Regions from separate parts of the Macaca mulatta genome. Here region 1 is linked to region 2. A link is a contact called in public Hi-C data. All regions are on one chromosome and are shown on one strand. The core of a region is the stretch at or near the end of the contact, and the rest is flanking DNA. Distances in the headings are between cores, read along the strand shown. Region 1 holds the start of NCK1 (NCK adaptor protein 1). Region 2 holds the start of STAG1 (STAG1 cohesin complex component).

Region 1 (2,700 bases), core at 9-2,508, 120 kb after region 2:
ATGCATGCATTACCAATCAAATAATTTGAAGTTAAATGCAGAAAACTGCAAACTTTTGAGGCTTATAGCCAGGGCCAGGATTAAAATAAATATTAATGCCTTCAACAGTATTTACTGACCATCTACCCTACTACAAGGCCCTAGGGAGAAACTGAACAGACATGGTTCCTGATTCAGTGGAGTTTACTATCTAGGTAGGGATACAGGCAAACCATTTCAATAGCTCGGATGGAGAAAATACCTATGCTCCAAAGAAGGTACCTAACTCAGCAAACTTCCCTGAGGAGCGACTCTAAACTGAGCCACAAAGATGGTTAAGAAATGAGGCGGCTGAGCGTGGTGGCTCACGCCTGTAATCCCAGCACTTTGGGAGGCCAAGGCTGGCGGATCACGAGGACAAGAGATCGAGACCATCCTGGCCAACATGGTGAAACCCCGTCTCTACTAAAAAAAAAAAAAAAAAAAGATGGGCGTGGTGGTACACACCTGTAGTCCCAGCTACTCGGGAGGCTGAGGCAGGAGAATCTCGAACCCGGAGGCGCGACAGAGCGAAACTCGTCTCAAAAAAAAAGAAATGAGGCAGGTACCGGCGAGGGGAAGAACCAACTTACTGATACCTCAGCCAGTGGCTGGAGCCCTAAGAATGGGCAGACCTGGCTCCGAAGGTGGTCTTCATAACACTACTGCCGCCAAGAATGTAATGTAAGTAAGCTGCCCAAGCACAAGGACACTTTTAGCGGGCCCTCAGCTTCTTTTGGTCTGTGCCTCAAATTAAGCACGTCTTACATTTCTCCCAGGTCCCAATTTTCAGGTCTGCTTTTCTTTGTCTTTCTTTGTCGCTCCCCGCTCCTAAGAACCTTTCGCTGGGAAGACATTCCTCAAGTGCAGAAACCGGGGGAAGCTCCCAGAAGAGTGGGCGCTGAACCCAGGACACAGTCATTCTTGCTGTGGAGTCTCTCCTGCGGCGCTGAGAAGGAAGGCTCGAAGTAACCAGCCAGAGCAATCGCACAGGGAAAAGCGAAGACGGTTCTGGTCGGGCCCGGCGCTTCTCACCCTCTAGCTCGCTTCGCTCCTTGGCGCAGCCTCCGCTCCCTTCACACCACGCACGGCGCTTGATTGACATGTGGGCCCGCCCAATCCCAGTGTGGCACAGACCGCTGTCGCATCAGGGACCGGGAAAGGGGGCGACTGAACCTATCAGATTGGGCCGAGAGTGGGTTTCCTGCCCGCGCGGATCCGCCTGCCCACCGCGCGTGCCCCGCCCCTCTCCGAGAGCTACGCGTCGGCGGCAGAGCGCAGGCCTCGTGCCGTTACGGCCATCACGGCGGCCGCGGTGGCGTCCTGGAGCCCTCCTCAGGTGAGCTGGAGCTGCCCAGCTCGGCAGCAGGAAGGTGAGACGGCCTTGCTAGCAGGCAGACACACCCCCACCCCCCTTCAGTCGGCTGTCCATCCACACAGCCTGTTAGCCGCTGCGTTGCTTCCTCTTCCCGGCTGAGTTAGCCCCGGGGGCGCCGTCTGCAGGCTCGGAGCTGAGCCGGAGGGGGCGCGGAGGCTGCTCAGAGGGTCCGAACTTCTGCACCGGGATTCCGCGAGGCCCTCGGGCCGTTGCCCCGGGGAGCGCGACCCTGCGGCCTCCTTGTCAGCCCCTGGAGCGCTGCGTCGGAGTGAGAGCCCGGGCGGCCGCCCCTGCGAGGCTGGGAGGTCGAGTGTGGGGCGCGCTGGCTGACTTGTCTGTTTTCTCCTGAAAAAGACCTTTTGCCAGCTGTGGCGTAATCCGAGGCCGGGAAGGTAGGACGTGGTAGGAGGAAGGGCGCTCTCACCTCCAGCGCGAGAAGAGGGGAGGCGGCAGCCTGCGCGGTGCTGCGGGTGGACATCTTCGGGACGCGCCCTCGCCCCTCCCCCCACCCGCCTGACGTTTTCTAGTCCGGGGCTGTGACTTTAATCGTCTGGACCTGCTTCAGATTCGTACGCGAGTTGCTGGGGCTGTGAACTTTTGACTTGAGTTGTAATATGTTTGGTTAAAAAAAAACCATTTCGATAGGTTTTGTAACCTTTCTTCTATATTAACATGCAAGTTAAATTCGCCGTTAGAAGCTCAGGAAGCTGAGTTTTGTTCAGGGAGGACGTAGAAACCGTAGAAAGGCTCTCGGAGTCAAACTGATGAACTTGGAGTCACCTGATCATAATTATACACGTTAGATTAGGTAAGAAGCCCTAGAAATTAGGAAAGAATGAGGTTAAGGAGAATTTCCTAACCCTTCTTTGGGTGGGGAGCAAAGCAGCTCAATGTCCCTCCAAAACAAGTAAGTGTTGCTAAGAGGTACTCATTTTTAAAATCTTACTTTGTTAGACTTATGACAAACCATCTATAACGATTTCTTGAGCACCTGGAAACCAGTGTGCCTAAACTCTCAGCCTTCAGCGAGGTCACACAGTAAACGGAGAAATAACCTAGGAAGAAAGTTTTGTTCGGTAATTGTCAATAATATTCGTTCTTTTCTTTTTAAAACACTTTATTTTCTTGTGGGAGTGAAGTCAGTGATGTTCTTCAATAGGCATCCCATTCACAACTTGATAGTAATGTGCACTGGTTGATAAATGGTACTGTCTTTTCAATTTGACCACAAACTCTGAGACTTCTTTGGGAAAATTGTGATCTGTGGGAATTGTCTTTAATATCCATAACGATAGTTTGCAGAG
Region 2 (2,700 bases), core at 82-2,581:
ACAACTCTGTGCCAATTCAGATATTTCCCGTGTATTTTTGCAAAGATGCAAAATAGTCTTTCTAGTCAGAACCACGAGAAAAAAACTCTATCCATCTTAACACCAACTTTAACAGCAAATAATTTTTTTTTAATCATAAATTGCATTGCTTTTTGTAAGTGTACGAAACCATCCCATGACTTATACGCCCGGAGCACGATTCCCTGCAATGTGAAGAGAATCGATAACATTTCAAATATGGGTAGATGGGGGTGATGTGACAATCCTAAAACCTGAAAATTTCTTAGTACCCATACCACACAAGAAGCACCCAGTTCGGACCCTGCAAACGAGGCTCAGGTCCAACTCTAAGCACTCTAGTTTCCCACCCCGCCCCCACCTCGAGAAAGGAGGGAAAACAACTTTTATTGGCCTCGTCTCTCAGGGGACTGGCAAACTAGCGGGGTAGTGCTTGGGCCTGGACACGTTTCACAAGGAGGCCCCCGTCGGGGGCTGAGAGGGCAGATAGCTGGAAAGCCCAGCATGGACACCCCATCTCCCCCAGCCAACACCCCCCTGCCCCACCCCGCCAACAAGAAGCCTGGGCCAGCCGACCCGCCGAGCGACCCCCAGGCCCCTCCGCTGAGACGAACTCGTTGTCATGTGACGCCGCCGCCGCTAAAACACCGCAGAAACGCAGGTCGGCGGGCGGCGGAAGGCATTCGCGCCAGCCCGCCTCGGCCCGGCCCCGCTGGGCGCGGGCGAGTCCCGAGAGCCCGGGCGAGGGGGGGGCGGAGGGCGGGCTTGGCGGCGGGCCCAAGCGCGCCACAAAGGCTTCCGCGCCTGTCGCCGTAGTGCCCGGGCGGGCGGGGGCAAAATTTTCGGTGCCCGCGGAAGGGGTAGCAAGCGACGAAGACGCCGGGGTGCCCGCCGCGCCCACAGACGCCTCTCCGGGCACTCGGACGGCCCACGACCGCCGCACCCCGCACAGGCCCGCGCGGCCTCCCTCCCCCGCACGGGGCCCGCGCCCAGCCCGCCCGCTCCCCGCTCGCGCTCTCTCGCTCTCGCCCGGCCTCCATCTTGGATCGGCGCTTCCAGCCCCCGCGCCGCTGCCGCCGCATTCCCCCTCTTTCCCGCCCCCCGCCGCCGTCGCCGCCGCCCGCACTCACCTCAGCTGCCCATCCGGGCGCCGCCGGCCGTCGACCTAGTTTCCCCCCAAAAGTCTCCGGTGTGTTATTCCCGATGTGGGGGGGTTGTTACGGGGTGGTCGCCGGGGGTTCGGGAGCGGGGGCCGCGCCTTCAACGGAGCTGCAATCCTAACCCGCCATCTGGTGGCATTTTCCACACGCCAATGGCGCCGCTGCAGACTTGGGTCCGGACCGCCCTCTGCTGGCCGCAGTGCTCACTGCCTTGCTGACGGGACGGGCCTGCCCGGAAAGGGGAGGGAGCTGAGGCGCGAGCTAGGGGCCGCGGCAGGAGCGCGCGCAAACGCTTTCCTGTGGGGATTGCGCGCACGCGCACCAGCGGGGCGGGAAACGTGGCCGCTGCGTGGCGGCCCCGCCCCCATACGGAGCGGTCGCGCAGTTCAGCCAATCGCGAGCGGCGTAGGCTTCTGGATAAGGGCGCTGTGGACTGTTCTTGGGCCGCCCGAGGCGGGCGGAAGAACGGCCACGGTGGCGCCTGCGCGTCCGGCTCTCCGAGTTGCCGCCCGCCATTTTTGGAGCTTCTTGGAGACCTAGGCAGGAACCCACCCCGGGTTCCTTCACCGAGGCTCCTCCCTAGGTCTCAGGGCCGGCGCTTTCCTCTGTCCCCGCCCGGCTCCTGCTGCCCCCACCCACAGCTCTCGAGACGCCCTGCGGAAACCCGAGGGTGAGGCAGCTCAGATCTCTGCTCCCACTTGGATTTAACAAGGGCCTCAGAGCTTAGCATTATATTTGCGATTTACAGTTGACAAGCGCTTTCACCAGGCGAGGGTGAAAAGGTTTCAAAGGAACTGTTGGGGACTTCCCTCGCCATTAATCTAGACGAAACACTGCCCGCCCCAGGCCGATTGGCGTCATCCTGCCTCTGTAAAGCACATCCTCTCCGTGGTGCTGGCTTTGCATAAGGCGGCAGCATTGGCTAGTTTGTGAGAAGAGAATATAACTAGACTGAGAAAATAGACTCAGCTGTGAAATTGGATTTCTCCTTCCGCAACCTAGGACTACTTTCAGTAGCTCTGAGATAAACATGAGAATCTTAGCCTTCTAGATGCCAAAAGAGAAATAATCACTAAGGTGAAATAATTAACTATGTTGAACGTCACCTCTTCCCTGATCTCCACCTGCCCCTCTATGGTTATGGATCCCTACCTTTCACCTGCTTACAACTTTTTACCACAAAAGTGAATCCTTACTCTACTGGATCATTAGCCCCATATCTGACTAACTGCTCTATCGCTATAGCCAACTCTATCTCAGTATAGAATCACTCAACTACTTTATAGTCTTCAGGGCCTATCTCCAATAGGTTACCCCTATTTGCGGTTTCTCTCTCAAGGGTTTGCAAGATGTGTGGCTTTTCACTGCAGGAAGTCATAACTGTCCAGATTGGATATGAATTCGTGACTGGACTCCTCCTTATAATTTTCTTGGGTTTTTTTCTAATCTCTGGCTGATTTCCTATCCTATTTTCCACAAAGACTGTTTCAAGCTTTCCATGTTATTAAAGATGCCAGTCCCA

The links. A called contact is a pair of places that touch in the nucleus more often than the background predicts.
Region 1: a Hi-C map of cortical neurons shows a contact between it and region 2, with 5 times the contacts expected there. The contact joins the promoter of NCK1 here to the promoter of STAG1 in region 2. A contact is called at or near these places in 5 of 14 Hi-C or Micro-C datasets (blood, cortical neurons, fetal cortex germinal zone and 2 more).

The regions. Positions count from the first base shown.
Region 1 is chr2:39,868,734-39,871,433 of T2T-MMU8v2.0, forward strand. NCK1 (NCK adaptor protein 1) reads left to right here and starts at 1,259. Exons shown (of 4, transcript NM_001257480.1): 1 at 1,259-1,357.
Region 2 is chr2:39,752,387-39,755,086 of T2T-MMU8v2.0, forward strand. It overlaps STAG1 (STAG1 cohesin complex component), which reads right to left and starts at 1,332. Exons shown (of 34, transcript XM_077991520.1): 1 at 1,149-1,332.